Linked DNA regions of Zea mays: regions 1 and 2 are each linked to region 3. Evidence: chromatin contacts called from public Hi-C data. All regions are on one chromosome and are shown on one strand. The core of a region is the stretch at or near the end of the contact, and the rest is flanking DNA. Distances in the headings are between cores, read along the strand shown. Region 1 holds the start of LOC100279537. Region 2 overlaps LOC103651515 (zinc finger CCCH domain-containing protein 7). Region 3 holds the start of LOC100382151.

Region 1 (3,944 bases), core at 1,198-3,697, 150 kb before region 3:
ATCTAAGTATGTCAAATTTAAAATTCAAATTTTGCAAACTACCTCGGATGAAAAAAGTGTCAAAATAAAAGTTGTAGAACTTCAAAAGTTATTTATCTTTGTAGTTGACAACTTTTTTATTTGAATTCGTTTAGGGTCTCAAATAAGCAATTTATACTCAAATGGTTGTAATATGTGGAGAAAACAACTACAAACTAGACACAAGACATGTCATAGACGGAGTGGTAGGGGAGGGTACGCGCGAGGGTGAGGTCGACGGTTCGAATACTAACAACCGCGTAGCGCGCGAAAAATGCCGCGACTTGCGACTTGGGCGGGTGGGGTGGGTGGGCCTAATAAAAATAATTTTTTTAACTATTTTTAAAATATATTTTATGTTTCCTGGAAACGATTTGCACTGGCGGTTTTATTACGCCGACCGCCAGTGAAAATCGATTTTCACTGGCGGTCCTCAGTTACCCGCCTGTAAAAATGATGATTTCTACTGGCCCCTAGCACTGGCGGTTACGAAAAACGCCACTATAAATAGGTTTACAACCGCCACTATAGAACTTCTCTGTACGTGTCCGCTCTAAATTGTAAGATATTTTTTTATTATAAAGTTTAATAAAACATCTTATAATCTAGAATAGAAGCAGTGTATTTATTTGTTCTAAGGTCAGACCATATCTATAATAGCTCAGGTCACAATGTTGCTATGGATCTGATCTATCCATGAAAAAAACAATAGATAAAATCAAATGCAGATCGATGAGTTCTCTCTTGAGTGCTAGCTGTGAGTAACAATGTCCCGAGAAATATAATTAGAGGGAAAAAGTTCAAGTCTCCTAGCTAGACATCCATGATCATAGGACAATTCTGTAGCAAGAGAACATACACATATATCTATACCACTAGCTAATCCACTAGTTTAAACTTTGAGAAATCCACCAACCAAATCACATCATAGTCATAATCTCCACTAAATCCATCAAATAAATTACAACCAGACTTAACGCACCATCAAAACCAACGATTCATATCGTTGAATAACTCATCTCCCTTAATCAATTTCAATGGACAATATTACTTGAATCATCCCTCGTCCCGCTCCCTCATCTACGACCCTACCGTCTTCAGTCTCCCTTCCCCCCTCTCCCTCACTTGTATTGCCCCCGCCGTCAACCTCTCCCTCATGTAGTCGCCACCGCCGTCGACCCCTCTCCTCTCCTCCGCGGGATTGTAATGTCAGCATAGGTGTTATATGCTAGTATTTTAATGGTGTGTATATATGGATCCTATTTTATATGTTACAAACATTGCAATTTTATCATGAAGTGGTGTGTATATATGGATCCTATTTTATATAGTACTTTTAAAATTCTTATAACCAAATCAACAAGTGAAAGGTGCAAACTTAACTTACGCCTTAGGCTTTAATCCCCTTCCTCAATTCATGCCTAACCAAACAAGCCCTTAATAATTTAAGAAAGTTAACTGCTAGGAGGTGTAGAGACTACGTACCTTGGAACAGGGTGGAAGGAGCGACCGGAGCGTGTGGAAGCTGTCATTGAGCTTCTCCCGCCTCTTCCTCTCGGAAATCATGTGGTACACCTGGCTGCTGTTGTTGCTCCCCGCCGCCATGCAGGCGTCGTCCTGCTGCCGTGCAGCGGCGCTGGTGGGCGCCACGGCGAGGCTGCTGGTCCTGACCGTCACGTGGCCGGCGCTGTCGTCCCCGCCGTGCAGGTGTACGCGCGGCTGCACGGCGCCGGCGCCGGCGGCTCGGTGCGGCGGCGACGAGGACTCGGAGGACGAAGGCGACGCGGAGGAGATGACGGCCATCATGGCCAGCATGATGGCCTCGTCGTCCCCGGCGAACGGGTCCTGCGGCTGCGGGGGCGCCGGCGAGAAGGCGGCAGCGGCGGCGCCGTCGAGCGGCGGGATGAGGGTGGAGGACGAGGAGCCCCCGCTGTCGATGGAGAGCGAGCGTTTGGAGGACAGCGAGGACGACGAGTGCACAGGCTGCTGCTGCTGCTGCTCGTCTCGGCGCTGGGTCAGGCCGTGGTGGTCGTTGTCGGCGAAGAAGCTGCTCGTGTCCATGCCGTCCGCCTTGGCGTGAACGACGTCGCCAGCGGAGGCCACCAGGCCGCCGGTGTCGTCGGCGTCGCTGGCGAGGAAGCTGGCAGCGCACCTGGGAGCGATCGCAACCACAGGAAGAGAAATATTAAGCCACTAGGCTCCGGTCATGGCCATGGAGGAAATGAATAATGGAGTAGCGCTAGCTAGTAGTATAGTACGTACTCTGCCAGAGCTGACCAGAAGGGGTCATGGTCATGGCCATGGAGGTCAGGGCCAGCGTGGATGCCGTCCGCCTGCAGCTGCAGGTCCAGGCCGCACCACACTTCATCCATGGACGCTAGCTGATGGATCGGATTTGGATATGTCTGGCAGCAAATAAGAGAGACGCGCGGTGGTGGCCGGAGCGGAGGGAGAGCGGGTGGCGGCCGGCAGTGAGATGGCGAGCCGCTTAGGCAGCTGCTTTGCCTTTATATATATGGAGGCGCAGGCGAGGCGGAGGGGAGTTGGTGTATATCTAGAATCTAGCTAGTTGCAACAAAATATTTCGTCATTTATGAAAGGGGAGGACAAGAGGTAGCGGATGCAACTATGCAATCAAACAAGTGGACGATTGGATATTTGGATGGACGTACTCGATTAGTTTGTTTTAGAGAGAGAGAGAGAGAGAGAGAGAGAGAGAGAGAGAGAGAGAGAGAGAGAGAGAGAGAGAGAGAGATGAATGCAACGCAAAGCGAAGCGAGAGTGGAATAGTAGTCGGTCAAAGTCCATGCGTGCGCGGGGGAAGCTGCAGCGAAGGCCGGTCAAATTCGGAGGCATATGCATACACGGATACACGGACCGGATCGATCGGTTCAGATCAACGTCGAGCCAGAGAACGCAGCCTGCAGACTGGTCGTCCGTTGTCAGTCCTGTGACGTACGTGCTCCTCGGCCTCGGCCTCATCGGTCGGCGGAGACCCAACGCCCAACGGTAGCTAGCTAGCCCTAGCCATCCATCATCATAAACAAGTGTGACCACCATATTGATATTTACTACATATGTAGCTAAATCCATAGTCACAAAGTTTCCGGATTAATAGGATCAAGAAAGAGAGTTGTCTAGTACCATAATTAGGGATACAGATCACAACCCTAACATGACTAAACACGCTTGAGTAAAAAGGAGTCATAAGCAAACACGCTCTCAACCTTACCAAAACACGTGGAACCTAAGTTACGACTCGTCCGAGGCCAATCTCGGGCGGGAAACACAGTCATGACTCGCGTGAGGCCAACCTTGAACAGGAAACGCAGTCACGGCATGCTCGAGGCCAACCTCGGGCGGGAAAACGCATTCCCGACTCGTCTGAGAGCGGCTCGAGCGACGCTCCGGAGCGTGCCCACCTCTACCAACCACTCCGATCCCAGGACATACATCCATACGACATCCTGCACCCGCTGAAGGTGCCAAAGTAACAAAGGACGACACGACCATGGTCTAATCTATTTTTACCACTCACGACGATGGTTAGGGCGCGAATACAAGGTACTAGCCCCCCCCCCCCCCCACTCCGACCACTATTTCAACTACCCAGAGCGTGAATACATGCAACGTCTAATCTTGGCCTCGGCCTCAGAAGAAATCTTCTCCTCGCCCGAGCTTGGTCTCGGCCAACTGCCCCATCAGGGGAGCACACGCATTAAATGGCCCCTGCTCTCCCGCGAACCTCGCTGAAGACCATGTCGAGCACTGCTTCAACCACTCTGACTCCCTGTACAGGCTAGGCTCGGACCCATGCCCATGCTCCCGAACCTAGCCTCGGCTCTCTATCGAGTCAAAAGAACACGCTACAGGGATCGAGCGTCCTTCTCCTAACCAAATACGACAACAAGGACGAGAGCCATCCC
Region 2 (3,832 bases), core at 490-2,989, 200 kb after region 3:
AAGCATATATAAACAATTACCGTGTGCCATGTCATCACGTACGTAGGGTGCATCTGCATCGACATCTGGGCAACGACAAGACATGACGGTAGTTTAGTCATGTCGTCGGGGGGGGGGGGGGGGGGGGGGGGGGAGGGGGGCTTTCGTTTAGCTAGTGACTTTCAAATTCTATTTATGTAATTATTTGGTGCCGCCGTCAGCACATATTTCCCTTTATATAGACACAGAGGGGAAAATCCAATCTTATGTCAGTTTTCCTCTAAAATTCATATGTCGAATCTCTTACGCTATTATATTGATCTGGCTTTATTTCTAGCTCTCATGCAGGTGCTTTGGCATCGATCCGGCCAGATGAAGATTAGATATATTATGATGATGATCGTCCCAGCCTCAGCCTTTTTCCCAACGCAGCAAGACGACTACCAAAAAGGAAGATCCACACGAACAACAATCATTAGGAGTAATTGCTTGGCGTTGTAGAAGACACGAGTACACGTCAGCAGTCATTGCACACAGACACAGTTCTGCACACGCTCCGAGAAGAGCTAGAGGCTAGCTCGTCGTAGTCGTAGTAAAATAAAATAAAGCATGTTGATGCTCAAATTCTAATCGCCTATGGTTTCTGTTTTTTTATAATAAAAAGGGCGGGTCATGGCGCGAATTATGAGCCCGGATATAGGCACGGTCCGTGTCACGAAAAGGACAGACGGGCCCCCCTTGTTGGCCGAATGCGTCTGCAGTTTTCTTTCTTTTTATTTAGAAAAAGAAAAATCTGGGAGAAGGAAGCTCAGGGAATTCAGGATTCATGGGGGCAGAACGTGAGGCGTGAAAGCTGGAATACAACTTCCTCCATGCATGGCTCCATGCACAGCGCTAGCATTGGCTCTCCTGTACCGTACCGGTGAATTGCTTTGCTCATCGTGTCGCCGTCATCGTCGGTACAAGAGAACAGAACCGCTGAAATACAAAAAAAAAAAAACGGTTGGCTGGTTGGTTAGCTATAGTAGTACGTATCTCGTACAAGATTGGACTTGGACACAGACGAACAGGTGTATTGTAGTTTCTATCTATATGTGAGAAGAGAACAATGAGGCAGCACAGTCGTTTCCGTAGGCCGAGAGACACGGAACAAAAAAAAACTGTATGCGACGAGCACGAGGCACGGTCCAAGGATCGTCGGCGTCGGCGTCGGCGTCGCGTTCTGGATGTTCGTTTGGACGCGACGGCAGGTACCTCGCTCGCCCTGCAGGCTGCAACTGCAACACAAGTCGAGTTTTGGGAGGACGGACGCGCCCTCATGACGATGTCTCTTCACCGAATGCAAGCCAAGAGACTAGAGGTCCATGATGATTAGAAAAGCTACTGGTTTGCTTGCTGCTCAGACACGCTCCGCCATCGTAACCTGAGGTCCACACACATGCCTGATCTGGTTTAAACATGCCGTTAAGTAGACGAAACAAAAAAATGAAGGGAAAAAAAAGAAACGGCCCATTATTTATTTATTATTAGTTGTGTATAAATAAACTGATACTACTTGTTACGGCTGCACTGCAGCGGTCTGATCTGACAAGTCGGTCATCAGCAAAGGCCGTTCCTGCACGACGGTCAAAGCGACGACGGTTACCATGCACACAATTAATACAGGAGCCATCCTAACTGTTAGGGATTCAGCAGGAGCAGCAGAGGCGTCCGTGGCCTTGGCTCAGTGAAAGAAATTCCATCCCGGCCTGTTAGCCCAGCCCAGGAGTTGTTTTTGTCAGCCGCAGTGTAGTGACTGTGCAGGAGGATTAGGGGACAGCAGAGCAGGTGCGGGGGGAGAAGACAAGGCACGAGACGCCGTCCCGACGTGCTCCTCAGATACAAGGAGGATGGAGCATGAACGGAATACAGAGTCAAAACACTGCTTGTCTTTTATATTAAGCATGCTTTTTCCTTTGAAAAAAAAAACATGCAGTCTGCTTGAGCTCATAACACGCCTAAACTCAACTACTCTATGGATCCACAAAATAATGTACTTCTAAAGCTTGACTACCTATAAATAAGAAAATTACCAAAATCTATAATATTAAGTAATTATCATCATTAGACATCACATATACTGCCACACTACAGTTATTTGTTGGTATAGAAACTAAATTTTTTACCTATGAATTTAGTTAAATTTTAGACAAGCGAATAACGACTGCACTTAAAACTGCATTTCTTTTTTGTGCAAACGGAGGGAGTAATTGCAATCGTAAGCGACAAATTAGCCACGACAAGATTCCCAGAGGAAGGATTTTCACCCGCAGATAGACACGTAAAATGAACCTATCCAGCAGTTCCCAAGACGTGAAGCACAGAGTACCTGTTGAGGCGCACAAGTCGCCCAGTCCATAATTTCGTCTCGCTTTCTTTCCTTTCGAGACTGACAGTGACAGTAATAGTAATACTTGGCGAATCAAGATAACCACCACACATACACACACACCTCGGCCGGGATTCTCGGTAAATCCGGGGGGGGGGGGGGGGGGGGTCATCTGAACCACCTCCTTCCACACGCAAATAAACAATAGAGCACGAACCGTGTATTTACTGCCGGGGCCCGGGAGAGGGGTAATTTGCTCCAAGGAATTGAACACCATCATATGATCGACAGAACAAACTTGACTGCTGTAGGGAGAAACAGGCGTCACGGTCGGTCACCTGGTCATGTGACGACGCCCAGGCGTAGAGGGGCACACAGCTCACATGCCTGCTTCCACGCCAAGCTGCACCGATGAATCGTCATGTGAACCCTCTTCAGTCAGATGACCATGTGACGTAATTCTGAAACGATGCAACGTCCGTCCGCAGAGGTTTCGACAGCAGACAAGTAGGCATGCATGGGGACATATAGCCGGGACTTGAGACGAGGCAACAGCCACACGCTCCAGCACATACCTGGGGCCTTCAGCATCTGCTGCGGCGGACCACAACCTTTTCAGCTATGCTTCATATGTAAATCTCAACCCAAGAGATAGGAACGGAGATCCCGGGGGCATTGCATGCATGCAAGCCCAGACCATGCACTGCACCAGGCTAATGTTGGTCGCCAGCAAAGGTAGATGTGTACTGAATCATGATGATGATTCAAGACTAAACCAGCCGGCCATTCTCATGTGGCAAACGGACGGACGTAAAGCTCTTGCATGGAGGAATAGGAATCTGAGTTCCCTGAAATGAAAAAAAGAAAGAAGTTGACAAGATCACTTTTGTTTCCTCAAACTCTTTCTAAAGGCGAGGCAAAAGCTTCATACCAAAGCGGCTGGACGAATCGGGCCACACACAGTACGTTTTCATGGGGAGGAATCTTTCAATGGACAGCCCAACAGAAAGAAATGTACGGAAACCCACCTGACAGGAGGTGCGCCTCACTAAACAGTCAGCTTGTTAGGAACCCAATAATGACACATCAAGTCCTGTTGTTCTACCTCGTGACTTGAGGTTCAACTTTTCCATGACATCTAAAGCAAAGGGATCACATCGTGACATCTAAGCAGAGGGGCCACATCAGATTTCTGCATCAAACCTGTGGATAACTCACAAGGAATCAACTAAACAAGCCCTGTCGTCAGTAACTGGATACCACCCATTGGCCCTTGCAAAAATTGTCAGCACTTGTAGCCACTACGAATACATCAAGGCAAGACATAGTTGTCAAAGTTGCTCCATCAAGACCATGAAGAGTTTTATTCCTCCGTTTTACATAGAAAAAGAACCGCGTCAATAAATTTGAGCAGAGGGATTACACACAAATTCGATGCAATTATCCCTGTACCACAGCAAAATCACTGAAATCCCTACAGGCCAA
Region 3 (4,184 bases), core at 1,636-4,135:
GCTTTCATCAGTGAAGCTCTGGGTCCCGGCATCAAGGACTGTCTACATACAAGAAAGAGTGTTTGGCTATATTGCTAGCAGTGGACCAATGGCACTCGTACTTGATAAGTGGCGAGTTCATTATACGCACCGACCAACGCAGTCTTATACACTTGGATGATCAAAGGTTAACCACACTGTGGCAACAGAAAGCTCTCACCAAATTGTTGGGGCTACAATTTTGTTGTTACAAAAAGGGCAGCACTAACCGAGTGGCAGATGCTCTTTCTAGACTGCCAACAGAACAAGTCATGGCTCTGTCGGTTCTTCGGCCCCTCTGGTTCCAGGAAGTTTCAGATTCTTACTCTCGTTATCCTGACACAACTCCTTCGATTCAGGCATTGGCTCTCAAGCCCCCCTCTGGTTATTACAGTATCCATGATGGCATCATTAAGTATAAGAATCACATCCTTCTACCTAAAGCCTCGGCTTTCCCTGAGAAGATTTTTAACACACTGCATACTACACCTGTGGGGGTCATTCAGGTTTTTTGGTGACTTACAAGAAAATTAAGAAGCTCTTTGTATGGTCAGGCATGGAAAAGATTATACAATTATGGTGCAGTCAGTGCACAATCTGTCAACAGGCAAAATCTGAAAGAATCATGTATCCAGGCCTTCTGCAACCTATTCCAGTACCTGAGGGTGCATGGCAAATTATCTCAATGGACTTCATTGAGGGTCTACCTTCCTCCAATCACTACAACTGCATTTTAGTAGTGGTGGACAAATTCTCCAAGTTTAGTCATTTCATACCACTAAAGCATCCCTTTTCGGCCATAACTGTAGCCCGACAGTTCATGGACACAGTCTTTAAACTCCACGGTTTTCCCCAAGCTATCATCACGGACAGAGACAAAATCTTCACAAGTGCTTTATGGAAAGAACTGTTTTGATTAGCCCAAGTGGAACTACGCTTGACACCTTGACCATAGCCTACCATCCTCAGTCCGATGGACAAACAGAAAGGGTGAGCCAATGCTTAGAAACATAACTACGTTGCTTCGTTCAGTCATGTCCAACTAAATGGAAGCAATGGCTGTCACTTGCAGAATTTTGGTACAACACTAGTTTTCACTCGTCCTTGCAGCTAATTCCATTCGAAGTGCTATATGGCCATCCTCTACGTCACCTGGGACTTGAATTACAAGATGCTTGCAATGTTCCAGCTTTACAAGATTGGCTGTCTGAACGTAAGGTTATGCTGCAGCTAGTGAAACAACAACTTCAGAGAGCTCAGCACCGTCAGAAGAACCAGGCTGATAAGCATCACTCGGACAGAGTCTTCCAAGTTGGAGATTTGGTTTATTTGAAATTACAGCCATACATTCAATCGTCAGTGGTCAAGCGAGCAAATCACAAGTTAGCTTTCAAGTATTTTGGACCATACCCAGTGGTTGCCAGGATCGGTCAAGTGGCCTATCAACTGCAACTGCCTGCTTCTTCATCTATCCATCCTGTTTTTCACGTCTCTCTTCTGAAAAAAACTATTGGCCCAAATGCCCAGGTCAGTTCTAAGCTACTTGATTTGTCTCACTCTTTACAATGGCCTGAGCAGGTGCTGCAGAAACGCTGTGTACAACACCACAACAAGGAGATTCCTCAACTGTTGATTAAATGGTCTTCATGGCCGGTGGAACTCGCTACATGGGAGAATGAAGATTCAATCAAGCAACGTTTTCCAGGAGCTGAGGCTTGGGGACAAGCCTCTTCTCAAGGGGAGGAGAATGTCAGGAAGCGAGAAGAAGACATCACTCAAGTCAAAAGGCCGTCTCGTGCGCGGAGGCACAACCAACAGATTTATGGGCCGGATTGGACCCAGTAACCCTGTGTGAGAGCTGTGTGCTGTTTTAGGGCGTTGTCTGGAGGTGAGCAGGGCGTGGAGAAAGACTTGAGCAGTAAGTTGGCAGCCGACTGCGTCCAGTGTGAGTGTTCGTGAGAGACTCCCCAAAACTCTGTAATGTGATCCACTCGATAATGGCTTCGTGAGAGGCATTGCACCGGGAGCGGTGCTCGAATCCGAGCTGTCTCTACCGTCTACGGGTGATCGGTGCTGTTACACTGTACCATCCTAAGAATTAGCTTCACTAGACACAGAACGAGAAGTTGACAATATAACAGAGCTGATTAAGACTACGAGCAACAATTGTTACAGATCTCAATATTCATCATTCAAATGGACTTGCCATCAATATTTAGTTATTATTACTGTTCCGTCCTAAATTAGTATACCGGAACACAGAACAACACACTAGATGACATCTGGACTTAAATCTAGAGTTTCCTGTAAATTCTCATACAGATACAGGCTATCACAATAAGCTGACGACAGGCCGTATAATAGACCCTCCAGAGTTTAAACTAAAAGAAGGGATTGTTTCTATTACTAGCGGAAATTAATAACGGTGACAAAACGCAAACTGGATCATTGTTTGGCCAAAATCAGTAGCCGAGACATCCTCACAGGCAGCTCCCAAGATAGCCATGTGTACCGACAAGATATAAGCAGGCGTTGTTCGTATCCGCAGAGCCCAACAACGCAGCCCCCGATCCCGCCCAGACACCCCAAGATCGAAGATTTGAGGCCACCACCGTACCTCCATACAACAATAAAGCGCGGTAACGAAGAAAAGATCGGGCAGAACTCTCACCTGGGTGAGGACGCGCCGCCACGCCATGGGCCTGAATCCCTAGCCCTGGGCCGCTCGGTCCAGCGAGATCCCGAAGAAGAAGCGCCCACGCGGTCGGGGCAGACGAACGATCCCAAAGGAAACGAGCCTCGAAACCGCGCGAAGGGGAGGCAGGATTATACGTGGTCGGTGGCGGCGTGGTTGAGGCGGGCGCGGGGATGAGCGGATGTAGGCGGCGGCGGCTCAGGTCACGCGCAAGCAGTCGAGGGTGGACAGGAGAAGCGGCGGAGAGGAAGACGACACGAGGGAGAACTCCGATTTTTTCCTTTTCTTTTATTTCTGTCCCTCGGATTCGGAGGCAGCGGCGGATGCTCTAGTAGAATAAAAATATTCAAATACAAATAAAGTGTAAGTAGTATTTTGAATTTACTTGTGGAGTAGGGATGAAAACGGACGTAGAACCCCTCTTGTTTCCGTATCTATATTTTATCATCGAAAACAGGATCGGGTACGAAATAGTCGGGAATATAAATGAAAGCGGGGATAAACAGAATTATGAAAACGAAGAAACAGAAATACTAACAAAAACTCATAATTTAATACAAACAGAAATGGTATTGATGTTTGGCTAGTGATTGATTGGCAGGACAATCACATAAAACAAATAGATAAAAAGAGGTAATATTTTATTGTTGTTTGGTTGTTAATGGTGTACATTTAGCTACATCTGATTTTGTTTAAGACTTTAGACCACTTGTCGTTAAAAAGAACCGGTGGTTACAATGATCACTTATACTATAATTTGTCACCTAAAGACATGGGTCTTTAGTTTGTATACTAATGCATATTAGGCTCGTCCCGTATTTATAAAAATATAGAATAAATACGGGTTCAATCCAGATAAAAACAGGATCCAAAAAAACAGATGGAATAAACACTCTCCCGTTTCCATACCGTTTCCATATTTTTCCGTAAATACGAAAACAGTCGGATCAAATATAGAAAACGGTACGGGACGAGATTTTACCCGTCCGTTTTTAACCCTAAGGTGGAGGTGGAATAAAGACATGTTTGGAAGCACGAAGAAACTGATTTATGAAAAGTGAGATGGTTTCAAATATGCTAGTTTGTATCTTAGGTAATATGCTAGTTTGTATCTTAGGTCCTGTTGTTTCCTTCCAAAATCATATAATCCTGCTCATAGATTATATAAGCACATATTAACGTGCTTATGAATTATCATAATATATAGGTATCTAGATTACTTAATTAATCTCTACTATCTCTTAAGAATGCAGCGTAGGCGTCCACAGGGTGGACGTTCTGTCCCCCCGACATCCTCACCTTCGCTCCGCTCCCTGAAGCCGTGATCGAAGCCGCCATCAACGCCCTCCACCCCCTCCGCTCAGGTCCCCCTCCGCGGCAGCGGCAGCCGGCATTCCCAGCCCCCAAAATCCTATTTCCCTCTCCCACACCACGCGCCGCGCCCGTCTGATTCCGCCCGCCAGCCACGCCC

Evidence for each region. Hi-C and Micro-C count contacts between places; a contact is called where the count stands out from the background.
Region 1: a contact with region 3 is called in a Hi-C map of leaf, with 5 times the contacts expected there. The contact joins the promoter of LOC100279537 here to the promoter of LOC100382151 in region 3. A contact is called at or near these places in 9 of 25 Hi-C or Micro-C datasets (bundle sheath, ear, endosperm and 4 more).
Region 2: a Hi-C map of tassel shows a contact between it and region 3, with 5 times the contacts expected there. The contact joins the enhancer-like site here to the promoter of LOC100382151 in region 3. A contact is called at or near these places in 10 of 25 Hi-C or Micro-C datasets (bundle sheath, ear, endosperm and 5 more).

What each region holds. Positions count from the first base shown.
Region 1 is chr3:225,395,790-225,399,733 of Zm-B73-REFERENCE-NAM-5.0, reverse strand. It overlaps LOC100279537, which reads right to left and starts at 2,447. Exons shown (of 4, transcript NM_001152535.1): 1 at 2,281-2,447; 2 at 1,504-2,170. The coding sequence starts at 2,390.
Region 2 is chr3:225,045,433-225,049,264 of Zm-B73-REFERENCE-NAM-5.0, reverse strand. It overlaps LOC103651515 (zinc finger CCCH domain-containing protein 7), which reads right to left. Exons shown (of 10, transcript XM_035966501.1): 8 at 3,279-3,716; 9 at 2,923-3,195; 10 at 2,177-2,808. Among protein-coding and RNA genes, the nearest start is that of LOC109945347, 7.2 kb to the left of the region's middle. Within about 2 kb of position 1,739, at least 17 of the 20 cell types and tissues checked have an H3K27ac peak or open chromatin away from gene starts, as enhancers often do. A contact at or near this core is called in bundle sheath, ear, endosperm and 4 more, where this site is marked.
Region 3 is chr3:225,246,088-225,250,271 of Zm-B73-REFERENCE-NAM-5.0, reverse strand. LOC100382151 reads right to left here and starts at 2,885. Exons shown (of 7, transcript NM_001174911.1): 1 at 2,690-2,885. The coding sequence starts at 2,716.